2 separate regions of the Mus musculus genome follow, and region 2 is linked to region 1. A link is a contact called in public HiChIP or PLAC-seq data. All regions are on one chromosome and are shown on one strand. Each heading gives the region's core, a stretch centred on a gene start, on an enhancer-like site or on the middle of the called end of the contact. The rest is flanking DNA. Distances are from core to core; before and after follow the strand shown. Region 1 holds the start of Pipox (pipecolic acid oxidase). Region 2 holds the start of Taok1 (TAO kinase 1).

The links. HiChIP or PLAC-seq counts read pairs in DNA pulled down with a chosen protein or histone mark.
Region 2: a contact with region 1 is called in an H3K4me3 HiChIP or PLAC-seq map of embryonic stem cells, with 12 read pairs. The contact joins the promoter of Taok1 here to the promoter of Pipox in region 1. A contact is called at or near these places in 1 of 39 promoter capture datasets (neural stem cells) and 2 of 115 datasets of contacts at active chromatin or transcription factors (embryonic stem cells and memory CD8 T cells).

The regions. Positions count from the first base shown.
Region 1 is chr11:77,891,562-77,898,237 of GRCm38.p6, forward strand. Pipox (pipecolic acid oxidase) reads right to left here and starts at 2,311. Exons shown (of 8, transcript NM_008952.2): 1 at 2,106-2,311; 2 at 551-699. The coding sequence starts at 2,219. It overlaps Gm29979 (a long non-coding RNA gene), which reads left to right and starts at 5,409. Exons shown (of 4, transcript XR_388869.4): 1 at 5,409-5,984.
Region 2 is chr11:77,603,602-77,610,277 of GRCm38.p6, forward strand. Taok1 (TAO kinase 1) reads right to left here and starts at 4,214. Exons shown (of 21, transcript NM_001364134.1): 1 at 3,607-4,214.

The sequences.
Region 1 (6,676 bases), core at 1,061-3,560:
TACACATACATTATACATACTATTTTTTAAGTTAGGACATGAGTTAGAATATAGATTTTAGCCGGGCGGTGGTGGCTAACGCCTTTAATCCCAGCACTTGGGAGGCAGAGGCAGGCAGATTTCTGAGTTCGAGGCCAGCCTGGTCTACAGAGTGAGTTCCAGGACAGCCGGGGCTACACAGAGAAACCATCTCAAAAAACAAAAAACAAAAAACAAAAAAATTATATAGATTTTGACGCAGGCCCTATAAGATGGCTCTGGAAGGCTTTGCGCAGGCCTGCTCTAGATACCTGTCCATGGTCATCCTCTAAGTTTTCAGAAAACAACCTGTAAGAGCCTTGGTCACAGGATCTAACCAGGCCTGGAACTCAAAGGTACAGAGGCCAGCAGCATCTGTGACAGTGAGCAGAAGGCCTCCACATGACTGGCACCTCCCTCCTGGGCTTGTGTCCCTCCAGTTGCATTTCAAGTTCACACCTTACAGCATCACACATTCAAAGCACCTGGAGGGATGGGTCCCCTGTGTTCCTGGTCTTCCTCCCTCGCCCACCTGTGTAACTGGGTTCCGGCTTCACGCTCCAGCTGGGCCCATGTCTGATAACATTCCTTCATCATCATCGTGTAGAAGTCCTCTGGATAAGCCTTTCTGATTATGCGGCTCTGTCCATGTGAGCTTCCTCGGGAATGGGGAAGAAAGAACTTGACAAGAAAGACAAGAAAGACAATGGAAGTCACTGCCCTTTGGCTCAGCCTTCCCTTTGTTCTTTAGGAGCCATCTTAGGCTTCAAATGGTTCCTTTCTAATCCTGGGGCCTAGACCTCTGGCCTTGCACAAAGGAGGCAAGTAGGTGCCCTGCAGATGAGCTATCTATTGCCCTAGACCTCTTTTTATTTCTTATTTGAGTCACTGTCATGTTATGTAGCCCAGGCAGGCCTTAAGCTTGCAATCCCCCTACATTGGTCTCCTGAGCAACTGGGATTTTCAGGTGCTCATCGCCAGGCCTAGATATTTTCAAATATTTCCATACTTCCAGGTCTCCTTGAGGCCCACTGATTGGCCAGGCATTCTGGTTAGCAATAGTACCTCAGCACTGACTAAATTTTTCCTTTTGTAAATAGCCCTGGCAGCCACCCATCCATTTGTTAATAACCTTCTATTATCCCACTGAATTCACACCCTGCTTAGATGCCTAGAAAAGCAGAGTCAGAAAACCTTCCAGATTATGCAAATCGAGCCCCATGGTTTTCCGGATCAGGAAAAGGATGTCATCTCACTGAGCCTTCAGGTACCCAGGATAAGGGAGCAATCTTAGGATTAGGGGGGTGCGGGGTGAAGCAAAATGGAGGTTTTCCTGCAGGTTGTAACAGAAATCCCTTGGGCTTTGGGAAAACAGAGGAACTGAAGACAATTCCCAGGATGTGGTAACCTGCTCAGAGAGCTGCAAGGCAGAATGGAAAGGAAGAAGCCACAGGGGTAGAAAACTCAACTTGACAGATTGCATAGGCCCCACCCCTGAGGGGCCCTGCAGGGTCCCAGTGCCACCCTCATTTGAAGCAGTCATGTGATCACTTTTCCTTTAAGGAAAGACGACCTGTGTCTTAGTTCCCGGGCATCAAGTGAGGAGGTCGCTGTTACCCAAAGGTGGAAGAATTCAACAGCAGCTCCTGCTAGGTTCTGGAAGGAGCAGCTGAGAAAACGCAGCTTTCTCCAAAGCTGGTACATCAGCCTTTGCCTCTAGGCAAAACTGTCTTTATTTAAGGTTACCCAGAGCAGAATTGATTCTTTTTCTGGTTGTATCAACCATGTGGGCAAAGACAAGACAGGGTTGCAAGAATGAAAAGAAGTGGGACACTTCTTGATCCGGGGCAAGAACTAAGAGACTTAAAAGAGTATACCAAGAAACCTCACGTGGACTTAAGGGTGGGAATTTTCTTTGCATTGTCAAGATCCACGTGAAGTGGCTACGAAGCTACGAAGTGCACAGAATTCCTGATGTCTGACCGTTTGGCTTCACTTATAGCCCAAAAATTCTGGAAAGCCCTCCCTAGGAGAGGAAAGAAGAGGGGACAGTCTTATATAGCAGAAGGGCAGAAGGCACAGTGTACCTGCTCCAGCAGGAGGACGCTCTTGGAGTGTTTGGCCAGGTGGTACGCGGTAAAGCAGCCCTGGATGCCTGCTCCAATCACAATAGCATCCCAGAAATCTGTCTGAGCAGCCATGATGCCACAAAGCCCACTGAAGAGAAGGCAAACAAAGGCACCTCCAGGCTACAGGGGGAGGAGGGAGGCAAAGTCCAGCTAAACTAGAGTTCCCACAATCCCTTGGGGCTCATGTCCTTGTCTTTCTTTCCCTCCCCAAAAAGCCTGGCACAGGGCTCAGCCTCCGCCTCCCCCTGCAGAGCAGAGCTGGGTGGACTGATTTGTGAGGTTTCGCCCAGCTCAGCTGCTAGCCTCACCCTTGCATCCCTCCAGTTTGCTATTCTTGGCTCAATTATTGTCATGCAAATGGCGCCTTCCCATGCCACCTTCCTGTCTCATTATGATCTTTGTCTCAGGACTTTGCCCGGAATTTCAATGCCTCCCAGACCAAGCTGGGCCCCGGGAATGCTGCCTCCCCCTGCTGGCTTCCCTCTCTGCAGCTTGATTTCCTCCAGAGAGCTACCCGGCCAGCCAAGAACTTGGCAGGATGCCCAGGGTATGGCCCTCCTCCCTGGTGGGTGGCGAGGTCAGGGGGTAGATGCAGGGGCCAACTGGGAGGGCAGTTTTGTGATTATGAAATCATTCTCAGTGTGTTTTACTTTCATGTTGAAAAAAGGACAATAAATGATCCTGAAGAGGAAAAAAAAAAATCCAGGAAAGGACAGTGCGAGGAAGAACCTTGTCCTCAGGCACACGGGGAACCAGGCACCAGCCAGCACACACAGGGGCCATGTGCAGAGAAGCCTTCTGTGCCAGGCAGCAGGCTCAATGGGGATTGTTACAGGCACTGGGGACAGAGCCAGGGTTGGCAGGTCCTGATTCTTATACACTTTGGGGGTCCATTTTAAGATAAAAGGGGAAAGGGGCCTGGAGGCTTAGCTCAGCGGTAGACTTTTGTGTTTGGCATGTTCGGGGTCCTGGGTTTAGCACCCAGCACTAAAAATAAAAGAGAAAAAAAAAAAAAAAAGAAAAAATTAGTCATGCAAAACTAGATGGCAGGACTTCGAAGAGACCGCTCAATTAGAGAGCCCCATGGTTGAAGTTTTATTAGCTTCCTGGTAAATCTGCCTCGGAATACATTATCTCATTAAATTCTCAGGATTTTTTTTTTTTTTTGTATGTGTGTGTGTGTATTTTTATCCTCATTTTTTTTGAGCAGATTAGAGATAGCCTCAAGTTCTCTGTCGGTTTTCCCATTACATGCTTGCCCAATAGAATACAGTGACTGCTACCCTCTTTCTGACCCAAGCCTTTGGACATCTTCTTGTGTTGAAGCACTCGTTCTTAGACCCTGAACCAACATGTTAGAAGTCCAGCCACTCTGTGAGAGAGAGAGATGAGAAAAGTCACACATAGGAAGAGAAGCCATTTTGGACCTTGTGTCCAGACAAACTAACCACCCATGACCTGACCCAGTCCATGGCACGTGACCCAACAGCCAAGCTGTGTCAGCATTCCCCAGTTTTATGAAGTAAAATAAAATGCTTGTTTTTAGACACTAACTTTTGAGGTTGGTTGTTTATAATCATAAACACACCACTAAACAGACAAAGATGGCAGGATCTGCCCAAGGACCCATTCTAGGTGTGCCAAGAGGCTAAGATGTGAACCCAGGTCTATCTGCTCCAAAACTTACTTCTTGTTAGTATTTTCTTTCGTTTTTTTTGGATACAGGGTCTCATGTATCGCTTAACTGGCCTCCAACCTGCTTTGCCTCCACAGGTGACCTTGAACTTCTGATTTTTCTGCCCCTACCTCCTGGGAAAATAGACCCGTACCATCATGTTGGTTTAATATGGTGCTGAGGACCAAACCCAGGGCTTTACCAATGAATGTTAGGCTGAAACTCTGTTACCTGAGTCACAAGCCCAGCCCGGGGACACTTCCCTCTCACTACAATGCTATAGTGACAATGAGAGAACTTATAGTCGTGATTCTGATTTTAACATTTTGCTGTGTATCTGGTGGCCATACAGTGGAAGAGAGAAAACAATGATGGGGGGGGGGGGCACAGTGGCTGACTGAATCCCCAGCAACACGTCCACAGACAATCCCCAGACTAGCCTTAGCAACTAGTTGTCTTCTGCCTGGTCTTTCCTTTCCTAGTAAAATAGGAACGCAAAGAAGGACTGCCATTTGACTGGATTTTTTTTCCTTCCTTCTGAGGGAGGAAAAAAAAAATAGAGTCTAAAGGTCACTGCATTCTGTCCCCTCCCTCCTCCCCAACCCCACAGAGGACAGGATAACATCTGCCTCATCGCTGGACAGATCCCTTACAGTAAAATAATAGCAGATATAACCAAGAAAAATATGGTACCCTGAGTGTGTAAGGGCTTGATAGAAATATATAAGATCGGCCCCTGGATTTCTTGTGATAAGATGTCAGCGGAGATGAACAGCTTGCACGCAAGGAAAAGCAGGCAATAAATCCTTGCATGGAAGTGTGCCCAGTCTCACCAGCAGGCGAAGAGAAGGGAATTAAATAACTCGAAGGTACTATTATGTGTCTATTAAATAAACAAAAATAAAAATGATACAACCTTATTATGTTGTCCGAGTTGCAATTCATACAGGGTCCCGTGGAGCGTTCTGGGGCCATGGACAGTAGGATAAAATAGTTCAAATATTCTGACCTAGAAATTCTACTTGGTGAACTATTCCCTCGGGGGAGGAGAAGGCTTTTATATGAAGACATGCATATCTGAGCTCTTATAATATTAAAAAATAATGGAAACGATCCAACATCGGGGAATAGCTAAGCAAATAGCTGACATGTTGATTCCAAATGGCAGGCATGAGTTCCCTGCTTTGTAGAAACGCAGATAGGAAATTGATACAGAGACACAGAACACAAATGACACACTGCTTACAACCGTGACTTCTGTGCATGCTGATCAAAGATCTAGGAAGAAATTGGTGGTGAGGTCATTGAGCTTACTTCTCATTAGTTCCCGTATTCTATGAAAACGGTGCCTCCATTCACAATTTATAAAAGGAGGAGAAATCCCCAGGGGAAACAAATGCTTCACTTCTCCCTGGCTACTGGATCCAGGACCTGGGAAGTTCTTTCTTTGTTTTAATCTCAGTCCTTCCTGCTGCCTGATATTGTTCAGTCCTCCATGGCCGCTGCGGGGAAGCTGCCAAGCCTCTCTGTATTCCCCCCACCCCCCGTTTAATATAATATCCCTTCAGAGATAAAATGACAATCCCATTTCCCCGTCCCTACTTCACAAGCTTGCCCTGGATTCCTGAACTCAAGCATTCTGCTTCTTGTTAAGAATTTCAAAAGGCGGCTCCTCCGAAAGCCGACACTGGCCACGGCCCAACCTTGAAATGAAAAGCAAATCTGCTTCTAAAGGCTTCCCCTTCTATCAGGATTGCCTGTCCTTGTGGATGTCCTGACAGGGGCAGGCAGAGAGAAGCGATCCCCTCAAATTCCATTTTAACACCCATTCCGGATCGGAGGAATATTAAAGGGCAAGCCAACAGCCCTACACCTTGCTGCTTGTATGTGTCAGCAGCCGTGGCTCATGTCCTGGGGCAGAGGCGCCGAAGATGTGAGGGCTGAGCTGCTCATCCGATGGCTTGATTGACACTTTGCAGACAGGGGTGGAAGAAGCGAGCCGGGGAAGCAGCAAGCTGTACAGCTCAGAAATAATGAGAGGACCCGAGTGGAGAGAGAAAGCGGAATAAATAAGAGAGACCTAGGAGTGCAGAGGGAGAGCCTTCTGCTCTGTTTTCTTCCCTGCCTCACTTGGCCAAGGAGCTGAAGCCTAGGGCAAGGAGGTAGGCAAACAGGGGATGAGCCCTACCCTGAAGGCAGATCCTGCCTGCTGCCTGGTGCGGGCTGCTGGCTGCCAGGGTTCCTGAATGCTTAAGAGGATGCTGGTTGTGGGAACGCAAAGACCAGGCTTTGCATACACATCGCTGACCCACTGGTCTGTCTCAGGTTGATTTCCAACTTCATTCCTGATCCCCGTAGGTCAGGTCATCTACCCACCATTTAAAGACATCCTTTAAATGGCAAATGTGGACAGGTTACTCCTCGTTAAAATTTTCTTCATAGCTGCCCTTTCCTATTAGGATAAAAATCTGAACTCCTTAGCTTGGCACGCAAGATAGCTTCCGTTCTGACCTCTGCTGGCGCCCACAGCTCCACTACTGACCCTTTCCCACTGAGTTCTTGGCACCTTAGTAACGCTGAGTGGAGAGAGGCTCCACCGATCACCTGATTTCCCAACTCCCAGGCACCCCCAGACACCCCCAAGCAGATGCAGCTTTTCCTATACAGTCTCTTCATCCTGCAGAGACTCCACTATAACAATACGCGTATTGTGCTGTAATTGTTTGCATGTCTGCCTTCCTCCTACACTTCTTAAAAGGAGGGAGTCTTCTTTCTATTGTCATATTTTGTAGGTAATACATACACAGGGAACAACAGTAAAATGTCCAAAAAAGAACGCTGTGGAATCTCTTTT
Region 2 (6,676 bases), core at 2,964-5,463, 290 kb before region 1:
ACATCTTTATAATGGAAGCAATGTTTCGATACTATTAAGATATTCTTGGGCTGGAGAGATGGCTCAGTGGTTAAGAGCACTGGCTGCTCTTCCAAGGTCCTGAGTTCAAACCCCAGCATCCACATGGTGGCTCACAACCATCTGTAATGAGATCTGATGCCGATGCCTCAGTGGGTAACAACAGTTGCTGAACAAGCATGAGGGCCTGAGTTCAAATTTCCAGAATGCATATAAAAACCTAGCTATGCCCAGCACCGTGGGAGGCAGAGAAAGGAGAAAGAAGAATCAATGGGTCTTCTTGTCCATCAGCCTACCCCCAGATACAGCCAAGATACCCTGGTTTTAAAGGAATAAGACAGACAAAGATAAAGCAGGACACAACACTCTCCTCAAACACTCCCACTCCTTCCCCATCTCCTTCTCCCTCTCTCACACACACAGACACATTTTTTTAAAAGACACTCTTAGATCAGTCCTGAGGGAGCATGCCTTTAATCCCAGTTCCAGAGTCAGAAGCAAGCCTCTGCAGCAAGTTCAGGAAACCCTGGTCTACATACTGAGTTTCAGGCCATTCAGTATTCAGTGAAATGCTTAAAAAAATAAAATGCACTGGGCATGGTGGTGCACACCTTTAATCCCAGCACTGAAGGGGCAGAGGCAGGAGGAGTTCTGAGTTCGAGGCCAGCCTGATCTACAGAGTGACTGAGTTCAAGGACAGCCAGGGCTATACAGAGAAACCCTGTCTTGAAAAACCAAAAAAAAAAGTACTTTGATTATTAAAAGCCTCTAAAGCAGTTGATTCTTAGAAATTCCTCTACTTATAAAACATGAGAATAACCAAATTAACAAATCAGATATCAGAATGCCAAAAATTAAGTCACTAAAGGGGAATCCAGAGAAAGAGCCAGTTGTGAAAGAACAGGAAGTGATGTACACTCCATTTTGTGGATGAACTATTTAGAAACATAAGCACCACACTAATCTGGAATCAACTCAGACTAACAGCTCTCAGTATTGTCTGGCAGTGCCATCAGGGGTCATGAAATAACCCTCAGGCAGTTTTTTTCCTTAATAATGAATTTATTTTCTGATCATCAACATACTTTTGCCATATTTAGGGAAGAGCTCCTATCAGCTATAAAGATGCCTTGGTTATAATATGACTCAGTAAAGCAATTAACCTACACCCTGTGTATGTCCTTAAATTTTGTAGCTATTGATAAATCCATTCTTGCATCTTTCCAAGATAAAATCAGTCACTCTTTACTAAGCAGTATGTTTGGATTCATCCTAGTATATGAATCTATTATCAACAACAAACTATAAAGCAGAGAAATAGGTATTACAGCATAATTTTTCCTGAATGAGGAGAAAGCTACATATTCTGCAACATACACTTTATGTCATGAAGTAAAGGTTCAAATGAAACTGGGCACAGTAGCTCAGCACTCAGAAGGCTGAGGCAGAACTGCCACAAGTTCAAGGCCAGCTAAGACTGCATAGAAGAACCTGCCTCACTGCCGCAGAGGTGAGACAGGAGAGTCAGTTCAGGGATAACCTCAGCTATGCAGTATTTGAAGACAATCTGGACTACATAAGATCTTGTTTCCCCAACACCATCCCCCCCCAAAAGAGAGACAGATTCAAATGAATTTATTCAAAAGAATAAAGCAGAAATGTCCATGTTTTGAGAAAAACATAATGCAGCTTTCCTAAATACTATGGAATTAAAAAAAAAAAAAAGAATTTAGGACAGGCATAGTGGCCCACACATTTAATCCCAGCACACAGCAGAGACAGGCAGATTTCTTGTGAATTTGAGGCCAACCTGGCCTACATACCAAGTTGCAGGCCAGCCAGAGAACTCACTCAGCACTGAATACACAGTATAGTGAGATGCTGTTTCAAAAAAAAAAAAAAAAGTTTAAACTGGAATATGAAGGCACACACCTGTAATTCTAGCACTTGGGAGGTTGGAGACAGAGTTATCAGGAGTTTACAGTCATCCTCAGCAACCAACAGTTACACTAGCCTGGGCTACATGAGAAAGAAAGAACTTAAGTCAATGCCTAGCAGTACTGCTATATCTTTAATACTTGTATTCATAATTTTAAAATAACATATTAAGTAAAGCTAGACACAAAATTTGATGTTAATAAAATATCAAGATAATTAGCATAGTTTAGCAATCTTTATTACTGCTAATATTCACATATAGAACAGTTTTAAAACACTTCACTAGTAAATCTAAACAATTTAAAAAAAAATGGACCCAGGTGTGGAGACTTCACCTGTAATTCCAGCACAAAAGAGGGTGAGAGGCAGAACTGCTAAGTTCAAGGCAGTATGAATACAGAGTCCCTACCTATAAATCCGGGAGGATTATACTTCAAGAGTCTGCTAAAGATGAGAGAAAAAGTAAAAAGTATATATCAAGACTTCTTCAGGACTTGAAGGCTAAGTTTTTGTTTCAAAAGGCACTTACCAGAATGCTAAAACTGTTATTTCTGCTTCTACTAACCACAAAAATCAACAAGTACTACTGCCAAGACAAGATGGTTTCTTTTAAAATTAGGATGACATGAAGCAAAAAAGAAAAAAATGAGTACAGAACACAGATCATAACAGAATTGGGTGCATCACCTTACATTTCCTTAAGAAGGAATATCTGCTACATGAAAGTTTGTAACAATTTTCAGAGACTTTCTGTATCAATGTCATGCAAAATATTATTAACCTTAAAAAGTCACAGCCCGAGGCAAACGTCTGATTATATGAGTTTCAATGTAATAATTTCTAATAATTCTCAAAGAACTACAAAAGCCAAAGGGGACCCTTTAACAGTTCATCCAGGAATTCTCCCCTCTCTCAAAACAGAGTAAGAGAGACATCAAAACTGTTCTAACACGAGGCCATATCCCAACAGTAACAAGAGCGGACATACTTCCCATGGACATATCTCAGGGGAATATCCGAACAGTACTGTCATCGATTTAAAAAGCAAAGGGAAAAAAAAACTAAGCTCTCCAAGGGAAGCGCCATTGCTCCAGCCCCCCACCCCCACTTCTGTGTATGCATGGGTATGTGTACGAAGAAACTGACTTGTACTCCTGCAGCACTGCAGTAGACTAGAAGATGGGGGGGGGGGATGCTTCCATCACCCCTTACATTAGAAAGGTACAGACTTCCTTGGGGAGGAGTGGAAATCATCCAGTTGGCTGTCCAGAGCATTCTCCATTCCCAAGAATACAGACGCTACAAAGGAGGAGGAGCGGGAGCAGAGACCAGAAAGGGACCTCGCGCCTTTAAATCGGGGTGCACGTCAACTCAAATCTCCCTAACTAGAGCCACACCTTCTTAGAAACATCCCCTTCCACCACCTCTTCCGGTGACCCTTAGGAAAAAGGAATGCAATTGCTCTGGCCCCTCAAAACAGGAGGGCGCCCAGCTCACCAGTTTCTTCACCCCACCCACAGATTCACAGACCCTCCCTGTCTCCCTCCCCCACTCTATCCCCGATCTCTTCTTTCACCCGGAGAGGCCTGAGTGGGCACAATCTCCCCGCCCCCTCCATGTCTTCCTTTCCCAAAGCAGAGGTGCCCTTACCCCTTCGCCGGCAGGTCTGGGGCAGAGCAGACGGGCGCAGACCCCTGGAGCGCTCCGGTGGCCGCAGCGCTGGAGAGCGAGGAGTGAGGAGGAGGGGGCCCGGCGACAGACCGCCGCCCCCCCCCCAGCCACCCAGCCCAGGCTCTACGACAAGGGGCCGGGGGGAGGGAGGGGGGGACGAGGGGACGACCGGGGTCGAGGAGGCGCCCTTAACGCTCCGGCTCAGTTAAGATGGCGCGGGGGAAGTGCCGGGAGTCGCCGCCGCCGCCGCCTCGGGGGAACCGGACCGGGGCCTCGGCCGCCTCCGGTCCTCCCAGCCGAGGCCCTGTCGGTCCCCCGCCGCGGCCCCTTGGCGGGCGGGCCCACGCGCACCCCTCCGCCACCACTACCACCCCTGGGAAGGGGGCGCTCACAAAGAGAAGAGAGGCCGCGGGCCGTCGGGCCGCGGGGCGGGGTCCCCGGGGGCCGAGAGGCCTGGGAGGTTCGCGACTGCTCCGCGCTCTCAGCCCGCGAAGGGCGCAAGGCGAGTGGGACCCCTCCTCTCTCCTCAAGCGGGCGGCGGCACCGGCTCACTCTCTTCGCCACCCTCCCTCTCTCCTTCCAAGCCCTGAAGCCACAGAGCTCGGCCGCTGCCCAGGTTCTCTCCCCCCCCCCTTCCCGACACCACTCCCCTCCTCCCGACAGACATCTCAGCCTCAGATCTCGCGAGAGTTCTTGCCTGACAGGCCCGACCCTGCGCGAGACAGGACAGTATGCGCGCGCGGGCGCGGGCGCGCGGGCGTCCTCTCGGGAGTGCGCGAATACTTAAAGCTGGGCGGAGTGGCCCGAGTGGCCCGAGTGGCCCGGAGTGCTAGGCTTGGTCCAGTCCCACCCTCAGCTCGCCTTCGCTACGCGGGCGTCAGGTGCGTGCTAGTCAGTCCCGGAAATCCTGGGGAGAAGAGCTCCGCGCAGTCCTTCCCTCTTCCCACCTCCAGAACAGCAGCCTCCCACTAATACTGCCAAACTGAAACTTTGCTCCAAAGTGGAGAACATCTCATTCCTACACACACCTTAGTTGGACTCCTCGTGGGACTCAGGGATAAACTTCGCAGCATAATCACTATGTACCTGCGTTTGTGCGGTACTGATGGTTAGTTTGGGAACGGCAGTTAAAGACTTTCATATAAGCCATATTTGTGATGGAAGAAAAAGAACTTCAAAGGGCTTTGTAGACTTAGAGTAAAAGATCTTTTTCAGTATAAAAGAAGCAAGTTGGCCAGTAATCAGGAAGCAGAGGCAGGTAGATCCGAGTTCTAGGCCAGCCTGGTCTACCTAGTACATTCTGGGTTAGTCAGGGTTACACAGTGAAACCCAGTCTAAAAGCAACAAAGTAAAGTAGTCTATGTAGGAAAGAGGTAAATCTTAGCGTGGGTTTAGAAACAGTTTTTTAAAACACATACACACACACCATCTTCAGTCACCCCCGATCTAGTCTAGGACTTTAGCTAGAACAGACTGTAATTGTTATTGAGGATCTAACAAGTGACCTGGTAGTGATGGGTCACACCTGTATTCTGTAATCCCACCCAACACAAGAGGCTGAGGCAGGAAATCATGAGCCTGAGTTAGATAGAGGCCAGCTTGAGCTATACTTTAACAACCTCTCTAGATATTGACAGAGAGAGAGCAAGAGCGCAAGAGGGGGTTCAGAAATTAAGAGCAAGTTCTGCTTGGTCTTGCAGAGGACAGTTTTCCAGCACCCGTGTAAGACAACTCAAAACCAACACACACACACACACACACACGTTAATTAAAATCTTTTTAAAAAACAGAAAACTCAAAGAAGAAAAAAGAAAAAAAGAAGAGAGAAAAAATGAAAAAAAAATTAAAAAAAAAAAACAAAAAGAAAAAAAAAACAAAACAACAACAACAAAAAAAAAAGCCAGAAAACTCAGCTAGGTATGGTGGCGAACGCCTTTAATCCCAGCACTCAGGAGGCAGAGGCAGGTGGATTTCTGAGTTCGAGGCCAGCCTGGTCTACAAAGTGAGTTCCAGGACAGCCTGGGCTATACAGAGAAACCCTGTCTCAAAACAAAACAAAAAAAAAAAAAAACAAAACAAAAAAACAAACAAAAAAACCCACCTCTTTTAGCGGAGTATGGTGATGCACAATTTTAGTTCTAGTACTCAGGAAGCAGAGACAGGAGGATCTCTGTAAGTTGGAAGCCAGCCTGATCTACAAGGCAAGTTTCAGGACAGCCATGGCTCCATAGAGAGACCCTGTCTCAAAAAAGAACCAAATATATATATACATACAAACACATTCATACAGACACAAAGTGTGTGTGTTCCTAGTGTGGTGTCCTATGTACCTCTCCCAGTATTTTGTTGTTTGTTGTGGATGCAGGAGAATCAACAGTTCAAAGTGAAGGTTATCCTGGTATAAGGAATTTGAGCCAATCTGGGGTTATATAAAACTCAATCTCAAAATCAAGCAAACATACCAAAAAAAAAAAAAAAAAAGCCAATGCCCATGACTACAGTCATTTAAGAAAACATGCTGGGGCTAGGGGATGACTCAGCTGCTAAAGTGCTGTGGAAGGAGGTCAGTTCGAATCCCCAGCACCCACATGGTGTGCACCTATAATCCGCACACTGGGGAGGTAGAGCTAGGAGGACAGGGACTCACAGCAGCTAGATAGGGCAAATTCCAGTCTTTCACTTTGTAGACCAGGCTGGCCTCGAACTCAGAAATCCACCTGCCTCTGCCTCCCAAGTGCTGGGATTAAAGGCGTGTGCCACCACGCCCGGCTCAAATTCCAGTCTTAAGAGACTTTGTTTCAAAAAATAAAGTGAAGGGTTACCAAGATGACTCAGTGGGTAAAAGGTCTTGCCTTGAAAACCTGCCCATCTGAGTTCAGTCCCAGGAACTCAGGTAAAGTTCCTGATTCCACAAAGTTCTCCTCTGATCTCCATATCTCTGCATTGCAATGTTCATGCCTACATACACACATCATACACCCACATACTAAAAATACATATTTTCTTTTAAAATGGAGAGCTGCCAGGCATGGTGCCTCATACCTTCAGA